Regions from separate parts of the Sus scrofa genome. Here region 2 is linked to region 1. The links are chromatin contacts, called in public Hi-C maps. All regions are on one chromosome and are shown on one strand. Each heading gives the region's core, a stretch centred on a gene start, on an enhancer-like site or on the middle of the called end of the contact. The rest is flanking DNA. Distances are from core to core; before and after follow the strand shown.

Region 1 (7,221 bases), core at 1,742-4,241:
AAAAAAAAAGCACAATATCCCATTAAGGATTTTACATTGATTATTACATATTGAAATGATACTATGTTTGACACATTGGGGTCAATAAAATAGGCAATAAAATTAATTTCATGGTTCCTTTTTACTATTTTTTAATACGGCTACTAGAAAATTGAAAATTACAGGTGTGGTCACATTTCTATTGGGCAGGGCTGGTTTAAAGAGTTCCCGCATGGCTGACAGATGGTGCATGAACCCAAGACAGAGGAGCTGCTGTTTCACATGGGCACAGGGTGGGTGGGCTGTGTGGGTGGGGACAGTGGAGGCGAGAAACAGGTCAGATGGGAATGAAGACAAGGAGGCAGTCAGTGAAGGGCAATGAGTTCAAGTTTTAGCGATGAGTGTGATGGAGGAATAAATTATTGGGCGGACAATGGGTACCCTCACGATGTAACAGGAAAGGCGCTGCCCCCATTCCTTAGTTCAGAATATTGAGGATTCTACATCTAGATCAAATCCTAAACTTCTGATTTGAAAAAAGAACTCAGAAAACATTCAACCCTCCTCCCCGACAACCTTTCTTACAGATGGGGAAATTGAGGCCACAAAAGGAAAAATTAACAACTCAGAAAGCGTCACGGAGCTTCCCTCAAAAGTCCTAATATTTTAAGGAGTGCCTGCTGTGGCGCTGTGGGTTAAGGATCGGATGGCAGTGGCACAGGTTGCTGCCAGGGGCTCCTGTTCGATCCCCAACCCAGCGCAGTGTTGCCACAGCTGGATCCTGATATTTTACAATTGCAAACAGATAATAGGCTGATCTTTCCCACAGGGCCGAACACGATCCCCAAAGTGTCGTGGAGTGCACCATACTTCTAAAGAGTGAGAAGGATGGACATGAGGAAAGAACAGAGCCACCAGGTATTTCTACAGTTCAGTAGTTTTACCCCAGGGGTGATTTTTGTTCCCCAGGGAGCCTTTGGAAATATGGAGACAGTTTTGGGGCGTCACAATTAGGGGGGAAGAGTCTACTGGCATGCAGTTGGTTAGAGGCCAGGGATTCTGCTCAACATCCTACAATGCACAGGACAGCCCCCCCCCCACAACAAAGAATCATTCAACCCAAAATATCAACAGTGCCAAAGTTGAGAAATCCTGCTACAAATGAAATTACAGCAATGCATTTGTCCCAGATCACAACACACACGAGGATGCAAGGGGAGTTATTACCCTAAACCCCTCCCTAGGCAGGTGCGGAGCCCTGGGTGTGCCTGTAAGCAAAGAACAGCCTGTTAAAAGCTGGGGGAGTGGGGAAAGTGTTCATAAAGTGGCCCTACTTCAAGAGAAAAGGGCACTGCCTAAACTCACCCCCTAGAATCCCAGCTCTGCCACTCACATCCACAGGGTCAGAGCTGATTTTCCCTCCATTTCATAGTCCATAAAATGAGATAATCATTCTAAAATACCCTGATGCCCCCAACCAAACTAATTTTGAAAGGTCCTATGAAAATGCAAAGTGTTCCTGAAATCTTTGTCCTCTAAAATGCTTCTGAGCAGGATGGACTCTGAACCCTGTAGAACGGAGTCCAGGTATGTGGCAAGAGCTTATGAACAACAAAGCTCTTAGGAGTGAAGCTTGGCTCAGAAAATTGAGATTTGTGGCTGGAAGGGACCATAAAGGTCACTTATTTCAACTCTGAGAACAAGCTGAGATCCAGGAGGAAAAAAAAAATTCGTGAGGTTACACACAAAGTTCCTTGATGTTAATTTCTAGTGTCAATGATCTGAACATAAGCTACGTTTCTCTGGGAGTTAATGGAACCCAGCTTTGGGGATTGACATCCTTTCGGAACCCATATGCCTCAGCTGAACACACGGAGGTGAGATTTTGTTTCTATCTTGTAGCTTTAACAATTTGAACTTTTTCTAATTGTTTTTTCTTTTCTTTTCTTGTTTTTTTTTTTTTAGGGCTGAACCCTTGGCACATGGAAGTTACCAGCCTAGGGCTGGAGTTCAAGCAGCAGCTCCTGGCCTACACCACAGCTCACAGCAACACCGGATCCTTAACCCACTGAGCCAGGCCAGGGATTAAACCCACATTCTATGGATACTAGTAGGACTCGTTACCGCTGAGACACAATGGGAACTCTGACTTTTTCTAATATTTTAATCAAGATCTCTCTCAATGTCTTTCTATCTGTCCTGATGTCTTTCCTCCAAAGGTGTATCAGCCTTTGGGGCTGGGGCACTTTTGCTGTCCAAGTGTTTGAGTCCCTCCACTCACAGACCTCTTCTGGGACTGGGGCAGGTTACATCTGGTTGAGAAAGGGGCAGGCTACATCTGATTCTACATCTGATTTCTCAAGGAAAAAGCAGACCTTGCCCTAGAGAATCGAGGACACTGGCAAATGTGCGGGGCAGAGAGCCACAAAAATAAGGAGACCTGAGATCTCTCCATGTATAAGAGAGCAACTACCTGCAGGTCAAGGTACACAAGGTAAGAGTGCAGAGAGCAAGGGGATATACATAGAGAGCCAAGGGCAAGGCTCCTCGAGAAGGCCGGAGAGTCGGGAAGATCGGTGCCAGGAGGTGGGAAATTTCCTGAGAGGAAACCTAATGGAGGGAGTTGCAGCAGGCAGGCAGAGATCAGGCAGGCTGGAGCTGTCAGGGAGACTTGTTTGAGGAGGAAGAGTGGAGGCTCCTGGAGGCGGCGCGACTCCAGGACGCTGCCTCACCTGGGACCCGGCCGCCGCGCTCTGGGCCGCCGTCTCGGCCTGCGCAGCTCGTGCACAGCTCGCCAGTACCACGAACCCGGAAGGGTCACCCGGTGAGGCTTCCACCAAGGCCGCCTTCACAGATGTGGTGCCCAAGTCGATGCCCAGAGTGACAGATCGAGCAGCCATGGCAGCGCTTGCGTCTGGGGCCGAGGCGCCCTCTCCCGCACACTTCGCCCAGGACCAGGGAGCCAAGGCGGAGCCTCGCCTGCCACTCTTTCCAGACACGCTGGACACGGGCGAATTCGTCTCCCCATTGGTTGAGGAAGGTTGAGTCGCGCGCCCCGCGTGACCGTCCCCTGCTATAGGCGGAGCCGTGGTGGAGGGCGGGACCTAGGGGCCCCGCCCCGCAGAGCAAGATTTGCGAATTGGAGTGAAGCTTTGTCCTCGCTCAACAAAGTTCTTCGGGATACCGAGAGGCGCTGGGGGATGAGAGAGCCTCTGTGGCCCTATTGCTGACTAAACCCTCTCACATACCCGAGTCCCCATCCCTGCCGAGTTGCCTGCGCCCCTCCGCTTCGCTCCAACCCCTAATTGTCCCTCTGAGACGCGGAAAAACTACAGCTCCCAGGGTGCATCGCGCCGAGATCTGGCCTCCGTGAATCAGGTGGCTCGGGTCAGGTGACTTCTGGCCCGCCCCACAGTTAAGTCAAGCCGGCGGAGAGAGGCGGGTACCGTCGAGAGCCGCTCCTGCGTCCAGTGCAACCGGTCCTCTGAAGCTAGAGGACCTCAGGTGAGAGCCTGCGCGGCCCCGAAAGCCTCTCCCCCTCATTTCTCAGGCGCACCCCCTGAGGTCCAGAGACTCGCACAGCAAGCCAGTTGGACAGCCTGCCGCGCTTCCAGCCTCTCTTAGCTGCGCCGGGTTCTGTCTCTTGCCGCCAGCCCCGGCCTCGCGGAGAGCCCCCAGATTGAAGGGCTCGGGTGGTAGCGAGTGGAGGCAGGGACACTAGGCTGCCGAGGTGCTTTGGGAGGCTCTACAGTGCAGGTTAGCGCCCCTTTCCCCGCCTTTTGCTTAGTTGCCTCCTGAATCTGGGTCTGGGAGTTTGCAGATTGCTCTGCGGATGTGAGACGCTGAAAAGACCACTTCGAACTCCTTTTAGGGTGCTCAAGTGCCAGCCTGGCCCCAGGGGAGTGGGCAGGATGAGATCCGGCCCCGCCCTCCGGGGCTTTCAGGATAGAGAAAGGGAGGACGACTGGGCCCAGCCTTTTTCAACAACATTGAAGAAAACAACAGCCCGGGCTTTGTGAGAGCTTGCTAGGCGCCCTGGGCACCAGCTGTATTTACTTTATTGTTTCTCAACTTTTTTTCCTTACCAACACCCACCCCCTTGAAGTTTTAATACTTCTGATTAAAAGGCCACAAACCGTGCTTAATGTTTCATCTCATATAAGCCCTATGACTTAGTTCCCACTGCCCATGTTTTCACTTTAGGAAATTGAAGCTTGAGGAGGTTAAGTAGCACCCAGAGCCACACAGCTAATAAACGGGGAGCTCAGGTTCAAACCTGTGAAGTCTGTCTCCAAGGGGCACACTCTTTGCCACTGTTTGTATTAATTTCTCCAAGAGAAGATCCAGGGAGGTCCAGATTGTAGAACAGGTGACAGAATTAACCAGATACCTGACTAAGTGCAGCTGCCACAGGTTGCCCCCTGGGAGGGGATTGGCAATGGGAGGCTTCTTGAAAGAGGTGGCATCTGAGTGAGGCTAGAAGAGCAATATGCCAGACTCAGCCCATCGTGGTGAAATTCTCCATTTCTACCTGTAGCGTTCACAGAGGCTAGTGTGCCAGCGGCATACAGAAGTTCCTCAGCCGGGGATCAAACCCACGCCACAGCTGTAACCAGAGACCGAAGTAGTGACAACACCGGATCCTTAACCCGCTGAGCCACGAGGGAACTCCAGTTTTTGTGTAGAATTATTAACCTAATCTTTTCCTAACATTTTAATCAAACCATATATCTCTCAATATCTTTCTACCTGTCATGATGGTTTTCCTCCAAGGTGCGTCAGCCTTCGGGGCCGGGGAACTTTTGCCGTCCACGTGTTTGAGTTCCTCAGCCCACATTCCACTCCTGTGGAATGAGAGAGGAACCGGTTGGGCTTGATTCTGCATCTGAATTCTCAGGGAAAACCCAGATTCTGCCCTGGGGAAGGAACTGAATCCTAAGCTTGAGGACATACATCCTCAAGTGTGAAGAGCCGAGAGTAGCAAGAATGAGAGGGAGGTCATTCCCCGTACACAGGAGAGCAACTTCCCAAAAGTCAGGGTACAGAAAGCAGAGGGGCAGAGAGGCTGAGGATCCCTTGCCAAGGGCAAGGCCTCCAGAGGAGGCCAAGGAGGAGGTAACGGGGGCCAGCAGGTGGGAAAGTTCCTAAGACCCATTGATCCGGGGGAGCTGTAGCAGGCAGAGAGGCCCCTAGGTTGAGACGAGGGGAGTGGAGGTCAGGCAGGACGCAGCAATGAGGGAGACTCTAATTGGCTGCACTGTGGCATATGGACATTTCCCTGTCCAGGGACTGGATCCAGGCCACAGCTGCACCAGATCCTTTAACTCACTGCCGGGGCTGGGAATTGAACCCCCACCTCTGCAGCAACCGAAGCTTCTGCAGTTGGATTCTTAACCCACAGTAGGAACTCAGAGGGATTTTTTTGTTTTGTTTTGTTTTTGTGTGTGTGTGTTTGTTTGTTTGTTTGTTTGTTTTTGAGGGAGGGGAGTATCAGGATACCTTTTGAGGTCTTTGGGGGAAGCTGAAACCAGAGCAGGAGCAAAGAAATTTCCACACAGACCTCTCCTACCCTCTCACAATTTGCAGGCATCCGCAGAGGCTATAAAGAGGTTGCAGAGTCTGAGCACTGAACCCTGAGGCAGCAGAAAGAAACTAAGTGGCAGATATTTCGCTCACCTGCCCCATCTTGACCTGTGGTTCACCTGTACCTTTAAGCACCCGGTAACCATCTCCCACCCTTAACCACTAAGCCACTCCATGGCTGATCTGGGGCTTGTCCCTCACTGGGTCCCATCATGAGAGATCCTTGCCAGTCTGGGAGAGGTGACGCTTGGAAAATGAAAAAGTTTGACTCAAGGGTCAGTTGATAGCATTAACCCACTGATGCTGGTCCCAGGATAGGGAATGCAGTTCATTTCCTCAAGGTTAGTGGGTTCACAGAGTCAAATATCTGTCCACAGGTTTAATATCTTTTGAAAAAAAAAAAAAAAAAACCCAGCCAATAAGGCTGCATGCTTTCGTTCTGTTCACTAGGTTGCACAAAGCAGTTGAAGAGGGAGAAATTCAGCATTTGCTCACTTCCTCAGAGTGGAACCTTAACCAACCCACTTAGCCTCTCTGAGCCCATTTCCCCACATTTCTGAGAAAGGTAAGCCCTCCCCGGGGTCCCCTTCTCCAAGCTGGTGATGCAGAGGCCATGAGGTCACAGGGTAAAGTGAAAGTCCTTTATGAACTGTCTGTGCCATGGTTCCTGATGACATAGTGTCCACTTGTTGCTGAGCTGATCTGACTTTAACCTGAACTTCTCTTGCTGTTCGTTTTTCATCCTAGTTCTTTGAAATCGAGGAACATGATAAGGAAGTGGCTGGTTATTTTTATCCTGTCCCCCCTGAAGCTTATAGAGAAATGTGGTAAGTTTACAAACGTGTTATCAGCTGTGTCAAGAGGGAAATGGAGTAAGTAGCCCGATGTTTTTGCAACCAAAGATTTAGGCCCATTCAGACTGCATGTGTCCACCTGCCCCTGCCCAGGTGGCCAGGTAGTGGAGCAGACCAAGGTCTGGAGTCCAGGAGTTTTGCCAGGAGCCAGATGGTTCCACAAATAATTGGCCTTCTGCCCAGGATGGTGGTGGTGGTGGGGGGGTGTCTCCTATTGCCTTTTCTGTACCACCAGTATCAAACAATGGAGCTCCAAAAATCTGGGATAATAGCTGTAAAGAAGCACTTATGGCCCTGCCCTGTGAATTGCAAAGAGGGAGTTATGGGTCCTGGGAGATGCTGCAGAAGCAGGCAAGGTGGCTACCTTGTTGCACCTGGTTTGCTAGGCACAGAGTCCTGAGGAGCCTGCCCAACATCCCCTGGTAAGATGAAAAAGCCCTTCCCCTAGAGAGGGACTGAGGAACAGGGCGCAGAAGGGGTAGGGGCCTCGTGGAATCCAAGCTGGTTGTTGAAAAACATGTCAGCGTTTGGGCATCCTTGGAAGGCTTGACTTCAGAGCAGGCCCTTGAAGTTCTGTGTCATTCCATCAATTCTCCATTGCCCAAACGTTGCCGAAATTCCTTCCACGAAAAGCTGTGTAGAGCCTCCAAAGGACACCAGACCCAGGATCTTGATCATCGGCTTGACTGTCGTCAAAAATCAAATACGGGAGTTCCCATGGTGGCTCAGCGAGTTAACCCAAGGTTGTCTCTCTGAGGATGTAGGTTCAGTCCCTCGCCTCACTCAGGGTATGGCCTTGCCCCAA
Region 2 (7,221 bases), core at 1,446-3,945, 1.0 Mb after region 1:
GACTAAGGGTTCATGAGCATTTTAATTGTACTCTCTATTATTTAGACATACACAGTTTTTCTTTTAATCATCATTTATTTATTGCTAACATGAATTCAAAGCAAGTGTGCAGTTTCTTTTATACTAGAGCAAATCAGGAAATCAAGACACAATTGCCATCATCAAATCTTACTCTTCAGAGAACAACATCTCCACGAGGTTGGTCTGAAGACACTCAGATTCTACCAGTTTTTGAGGCTGTAAAAGAAGAACAGTCTTATTTTAACCCATCACTACAAAAATGTTATTAGGAGGGGAATGAGTTCTGCCTTGAATGACACAGATCTTGGAACAGAAATTATCAACTAGTTGTAACACATTTTATGAAATAGTTAAGGTATTTGCTTTAAGGTAAATCATTAAAATTCTTGGCTCCCTGGACTAAAACAGGAGACAGCAAGCCCAGTGTCCCCCCTTTCCCTTAATTCTTCAATTCAGAATTCCAGGGTCATGACTTAACTAGAGGTGCCCTTTCATCAAGAATTATGGATTAAAGAGAAAGCAACATTGATGGCACTCTTTTAAGGGATTATATGTTAACCAACTTTGTTCAGCAGTGCCTACCGAATTTAAAAATAAGAATGGCTTGGGAGTTCCCTTCGTGGCTCAGCGGTTAACAAACCTGACTAGGATCCATGAGGATGTAGGTTCGATCCCTGGCCTCATTCAGTTGGTTAAGGATCTGGCATTGCTGTGAGCTGTGGTGTAGAAATCCAATGTGACTTGGATCTGGCATGGCTGTGGCTGGCAGCTGTAGCTCCGTTTCGATCCCCAGCCTGGGAGCTTCCCATATGCCACAGGTGCAGCACTAAAATGCAAAAACAAAAACAAAACCCCAGCCAAACAAACAAAAAAGAATGGCTTTTAAGAAAGCACTGAAAGAGCTAATATTTGCATTATTAATAATTTATTGGGACTGGCCATAGGGATAGACAGCTTTTGTGCTATGAATCCATGCTAAAGAGCAATATGATATTTGGGATGAAATGTCAAGGTCTTTTCAAATTTGAATCCAGAACAAGTTAAAAGAGTTGATAGGGTGAATTGTATCCCCAGCACAGTTAAAGAAAGATACTCACTGTTCCATATTTAAGTAGTGTAGGCACTGCGGTTAATTTCAACTTTTTCCTGAAGTCATTATTTGGATCTTTCCAACTATTTCAAAAAAAGAAAAGTGATCATGAAAAATTTACTTGGTTTCTTACAGTCTGCTAAATATTTGATGTATTCTTACATTTAGTCTTCTAGTAATCATTGTTTTTGTTGTGAACATTTTAAAGACCTTGACTCTATGATTTACTCCCCTGTGCAAAGTTTTCACGTGAGTATATACTAAAATATAAATGTAAAGACAATTAAGTTCCAAAGGAACATCACGGCAAATTCATTGAATTACCCCTACCTAATACAACTGGATGATCACTCAGATTTTTAATTTGTATTTTATATATTCTGATTGCTTGACTTATCCGACTATACCTTAGAACTCAGAGTCTGAGTCCCAAAGCCGTTCCTACCTAGGTCTGGGAAATAGAGTACATGTGGCCACTTACTAAAGTCTTTCTCCTACTTGGCAGTAGATGAACACACATCCTTCAACAGTATGCTTCAGCCCCTCTCGTACAACTGGTTCAGCTTTAAAAGAAAAAAAAAAGTTGGTAAAAATTAAAATAATTACACACCAACAGTACAATCAGCACTGATAAACAGTGCCCCTCTCGCCTCTCCCCTCAGGCTTGGTAAGTACTCAGACTTTAACCTGCAGTTAACTGAGGAGGTTAACAGAAGTCAGGTGCTGTTTTCTGATTTGAGAGCCACTTTAAAAGAGCAAGGACCAACTCTTAAGTCCTGATTTGTCCCCACACCACGGAGCCCAGAAAAACGAAAGACATATTTGTTGACATCCAAAAGAAACCACCTCGTGTCTCCTGTAAGACACTAATCAAGGAAGTTAAAAGTTCCAAAGGACTAGATTCTAAGATTACCTGAGTGGAATGGTAGAAGAGCACTCTTGGCGGGGTGGGAAAGGACTTAATAGGAGAGTCGGGTACAGGGTTGGAAAAGACAAAAGACAGCTCAGATCGCTCTGCGGGACTCGGGAGCAAGACTCCCTCCGCTTCTCCACCCTGCTCAATGGCCACAGCCTCAGCTTTCCTGCCAGGTCCTCTAGGCAGGAGACCCGAATCCCGGCCTCACCCTGCACGCAGTCGGGGCACCAGCTTTTCCCTTCGGCGTCCTTAGAACCGGAAAAGTAGGCGAAAATGGTCTTGCCATTGTGCTGCTTCACAGCCTGTATGAACTCTTCGTAGCCGGACACGCTCACCTCCTCGTAGCGGGCCATCGGGAAAGCGGGCCTGGGACCGCGGGAGGTGTCTTGGGCCGCACGCCGCAGCTGGGACCGATCCCCTGCGGGGCGGAGCGAAGCTGTTTCCGGGTGGGCGGGGACTTGAGGGAGCCAGCCAGGCTCTGAGGTGCTACGGGTGCCTCCGATGGCCCTAACTCGTCACCATCTTTCTGCTCTCACGTCTCAGGTCTTTCCGTGCTGGCTGCGCCCACAGCCCCCGGATTCTGCCCCAGTATGGTCCCAGTCCCGGCCCTAGCCCCATGTGCGGTGGCTGCAAAACCTGCCGCCGCGCTGCCCCTGGACCCTTAGGTGGCTCCGGAGCCTTAACGGCTCCCAAGCCACCCTGCGCCTGTTGCCATGGCGACTGGGCGAGCGGCCGGAAGCTAGGCCTAATAGCGGCCCCCCCTGCCCGCTTCCCGGTAGCCGCGCCGAGCCCCAGGCCAGGTGGGCTCGGGCCAGAGCTGGGGGGATTCTGGGAAGCTGCGTTAGGAGTCAGAGACGTAGGGAAGAGGAGACCTGGGCCCGGGGCAGATCCTGCCGCTCGTCGGCTCTAATTTTCGTTTCTTCTACTGAGGCTTTAGTCGGGCGTCCGGGACAGGGCGGGGGCAGGGGGCTGTGAGGGAGGAAGGCTGCGAGGGTTAGAGCTGAGTGTGAGTGCGTGTGGGGAGCCGCCTTGGGAGCTGGTGCCAAGACAGGAAGTGCCCCAGAGCTGCCTTGGGAAGGCGTGAGTCGTCCTGGAGCTATGAGCGGGATGGCTGGCCAGGGGGCCCTGCGGGGGCTGCGCGGGGGCGAGCCAGCCGCAGAAACGCCGGGCCGCTGCGTGGGGCCCAGCAGGTCTGGGCGTGGAGTCCGGAGGCCGTGGGGGAAGAGATGGGGTTCAAGGACCACTGGAGGCCGTGGAGCGAAGCGCTGGGCGAGGTCCTCCGTGCGGCAAACGCGCTGTGTGAGTGCAGAAAGGCTGCAGGACTGCCGGGGACAGTGGGGGAGAAGACAAGCAGCGGGGACAGCCCAGGCCGCCGGGGCGAACGAGGTTGCGGGGACACCTGGCACTGCAGGCTCTATGGAGGCTGCAAGGGACCCTGGGACTGTATGGGTGAACGGGGCTGTAGGGATACCCCAGGTGGTGGGGCCTGTCGGCTCTGTGTGGGTGACTGGCAGTGGGGAGGAGGAAGAGTCGGTTTATAGGAGCCCTCGGGGCTGTGAGAGAAAAGGTCGCCCGGGATCTATGGGGCACGAGAGCATTCTGGAGCTATGGTTGAAGGTGCAGGCCATGAGGGCAGCTTCGGGATGTGGGGAAGGAAGCAGAGTCGAACTCCATCCTGTGCCTGCAGGAGAGGGGTTGCTTGAAAGGGGGATTCCTGGCCGGGCTTCCTGGGTGGAAACCAGCCGTGGTGGTCTCACAGGACCCTGGGTGAAAGGGCAGGGTAGGGCAGCCCCCGGGGACTCAGGAATAGCTATAGCTCTGGGCCTGGGGGCAGGCTGTGAGAGGGCTGCAGTCGTGTGTGGGCAGGGCCAGCCTGTGAGGATACCCTCTGTGGCTTTGCCTGGCGCTATGGAGGCCAGTTCTGGGATTGCCCCAAACCTGCCAGGGAGGGGACAAGCTGTGGGGGTACCTGGGGCCAAAGAAGGGATAGACTATGGGGTTGCCCCAGGCTCTCGGGGAAAAGGACTGACTGTGGGAGTGCCTGGGGCCATGGGGTGGCCCAAGGCTGTGGAGGTACCCAGGTCTGTGGAAGGAGAGCTAGGCTATGGGGGCGCTCTGGGTCTGTGGGGGAGAGAGCAGTCAGTGCAGGTGCCTGGGGCTCTGGCACAGGAGGCAGTCTGCGGGGATACCCCAGGCTTATGGAGAAGGGTGCAGGCTGCCGCGGTGCCCGAGGCCATGGGGGTCCTCAGGGCTGCACCGGAGGAAACTATCTCTGTGGGTGCCCCAGCCCTATGGTGGAGGAGACAAGCGGTAGAGGAGACAGGCCCTGGGGGTCTCCCTGGCCTGTGGGGCGCTGGACAGCCTGTAGGGGTACCTTGTGTTATTGAAGAGGGAGCGAGATATGGGGGTGATCCAGGATTCAAGGAAAGGGGACAGGCTCTGTGGGTAGAGACAGGCTCTGGAGGCAACTCAGGGTCATGGGAAGCTACACAGACTGCAGAGGTATCTGGTCCTGATGAGCAGGAGGCAGGTTCCGGGGGTGCTCCAATGAATATAGGACAGGTGATGGGAGTACCTAGGGCCTGGGGAACCGAACAGCCTGTGGGGGTGTCCCAGGCTGCGGGGCTTCCGGGAGCTGTGGAAGAACCAACCAGCTTCGGTGGTGTCCCAGGCCTGTGGGCTAGGCAGCGGGCTCGGGGGGTGCCTGTGGCTGATGCAGTGCCAGGGGTTGTCCGGGATGAGATGTGCGGTGGGAATGTCCTGAGTCTGTGGGAAAGGAGTCAGGTGATGGGGGAGCAAGCGGCTCTGGTGCCTGCAGCTTTAGGGAGACCTGGGTCTGTGGATCAAGAGCCCGGCTGTGGGGACGCCTCATGTCTGAGCAGGAGGAGACAGGCTGAGGGGTCACCTGAGACAGTGGGGATGCCAGAGGCAGCAGGTGTGTCCAAGCACAGGTGTGCGCCGGCAGGGGTGCCCACAGCTGTGGGTGCGCCTAGGTCTGGAAGCATACCTGCCAGGGTGCCTGCTGCTGTGTGGGTGTCTGGCTCTGTGTGTCAGGAAAGCAGCTCCAGGGATGACATGAACCTGTGGGGCAGGGCTCATCCTGCCAGGATACCCGTGGCTTCAGGGGTACCTGTGGCTCCGGAGGAGGTGTGGCCTGTGGGAGAGGACCCTGGTTCTGAGCCTTTCCGAGGATCATGGGGAAGGAGACAGGCCGTGGGGGTTCCCGGTTCTGTGGCTCCTGAGTTACCTGGACTTGTGGGAGAGGAGACTGGCTCTGAGTGTATCCCAACATCTTGGGGACGGAGACAGAGTGCCAGGGTTCCTGCAGCTGCTGAGGTGCCCGCCGTGGCTCCTAGGGTGCCTGGTCCTCTAGGGGTGGAGACTGGCTCTGGGGGTTTCGCCCACCTGCCAGGAAGGAAGAAGATGGCAGGAGTACCTGTGACCGCAGGGGTGTCCACAGCTGCCTGGGCGCCTAGGCCTGCACAAGAAGATGCTGGTTCCGAAGGTGTTGCAGGCCTGTGGGGAGGGAGAGAGACAGTGTGGAGACCTACAGATGCCAAGGATCCCACCAGGATGGGGATGCCTGCCACTGCCAGGGTGCCTGGGCCCATGAGGGAAAATCTGGGCCTCGGGGGCATCTCAGGCTTGGTGGGAGGGAAACAGACTGTAGGAACATCCATGGCTGTGGGCCTGCGCACAGCCCTGGGGGTGCCTGGGCCTGAGCAAGGAGAGACACTCTCTGGGGGTCTCTTGAGCTTATTGGGAAAAAGACAGATTGCTGAGATGCCGGCAGCTGCTAGCGTTTCCCTGGCGGTGGGAGTGCCCGCTGCTCCTGGGGCCCCTGGGCCGCTGGTGGGTGCTGCTGGCTCTGGGGATAGCTCAGGTATATGGGGAAGGAGAGAGGTTTCTGAGATGCCCGCTCCTGCCAGGGCTCCAGGACCTCTGGATGGGGAGACAGCCTCTGAAGGTGTCGCAGGTCTGTGGAGAAGGAGACCCAGTGGAGCCATGTCTGAGGCTGTGTCTTTGGGGATGCTTGCAACTGTCGGTGTTCCCATGTCAGGGCGTGGGGCTGCCGCAGTGTGGGTGACTGGGTGTGCAGAAGAAGGATCGAATGCTGCCGTCTCGGGCCTCAGAATGCCGAGGAGACAGTCCATAGAGGGCCCCGGGGCTTCAGCGGGGGAGGCGGGAGGTGGAAGTGTCCTGGGGCTGGTGGGGCGGAGCCAGATGGAGGGGGTGTCTTACACCTGTGGCCGTGGGACCAGGTCATGGAGCTGCCCAAGGTGCGAAGGGGAGGAACCGGACTATGAGAATGTGCCAGGAGTGTCCAGGGCAGGCACGGCCGTGGGGGTGAATGAAGCTGAGGAAGTGCCCCTGGTGTCAAGGGAGGGAACAGGCATTGGCTGGTCCGGGGATCTTGCCCAACAGGGTGGGAGGAGACAGGCTGGAGGAGGGTCTGGAATCAGGGTCAGGGGGAACAATTTGGGAGAAACTTATGAGGGGGAGGACAGATTGAGGGGGGCATTCCAGTAGTATATATAGGGGACAACTTGAGGGGGTCCTGGGGCTCTTTGGGAGGGAACAGTTTGGGGGGGATTCGTCCTGGGTTGTGGATGAAGGCACAGGCTCTTAGGGGTGTCTCAGGATGAGGAGATAGTTCATGGAGATGCCTCACCATATACGGGGTGACAAATAGGTTTCCTGGTGCAATGGGAAAGGGACAGGTTGCAAGGAGAGGGGTGTCCCAGGACTTTGCAATAGGGGAACAGTTAGGGGTGGGTGTCCCTGGACTTCATGTGTGCTTGTGTCTGTGTGCGTGTGTAGCATCACTCGGGGTATCCTAGAACTGTGGGGGTCACTTGGCTTTTTCCTGTTGGAGAATGGACCATTAGGCCTTAGGCATCCAGGGGGAAGGTACTGACCTCCACATAAAAGTCAGAGATGTCCTAGCCCCAGTTCTGCAGGCTCCTTCATTCTGCGGCTCCAGCCCCTGAACTGTGATGACGTCAAGCCAGTTGGGATCGCCTCCCTCGTGTGCTCCTTCCATCTTCGCTTTTGATCATGTCTCTGCAGCCTTAGAAATAGGAGTCTTTATATGCCTACGGATGTAGCAGTCTTTAAGCAAGTCCAGTCTGCAATCCGTGGGTTTATTCAGAAGCTTAAATTAGGGATTTTTTTTTTTTTCTTTTCTTTTCAA

What was found. A called contact is a pair of places that touch in the nucleus more often than the background predicts.
Region 2: a contact with region 1 is called in a Hi-C map of liver, with 5 times the contacts expected there. The contact joins the promoter of TXNDC17 here to the promoter of SHPK in region 1. A contact is called at or near these places in 1 of 5 promoter capture datasets (liver) and 1 of 47 Hi-C or Micro-C datasets (liver).

What each region holds. Positions count from the first base shown.
Region 1 is chr12:49,729,328-49,736,548 of Sscrofa11.1, forward strand. It overlaps SHPK (sedoheptulokinase), which reads right to left and starts at 2,992. Exons shown (of 7, transcript XM_005669118.3): 1 at 2,712-2,992. The coding sequence starts at 2,879. It overlaps CTNS (cystinosin), which reads left to right and starts at 1,414. Exons shown (of 12, transcript XM_021067682.1): 1 at 1,414-1,856; 2 at 2,343-3,483; 3 at 6,310-6,389. The coding sequence starts at 6,329.
Region 2 is chr12:50,734,614-50,741,834 of Sscrofa11.1, forward strand. TXNDC17 (thioredoxin domain-containing protein 17) reads right to left here and starts at 2,696. Exons shown (of 4, transcript XM_003131877.4): 1 at 2,236-2,696; 2 at 1,593-1,674; 3 at 1,119-1,194; 4 at 56-237. The coding sequence starts at 2,380. The coding sequence ends at 169. KIAA0753 (protein moonraker) reads left to right here and starts at 2,545. Exons shown (of 19, transcript XM_003131876.4): 1 at 2,545-2,827.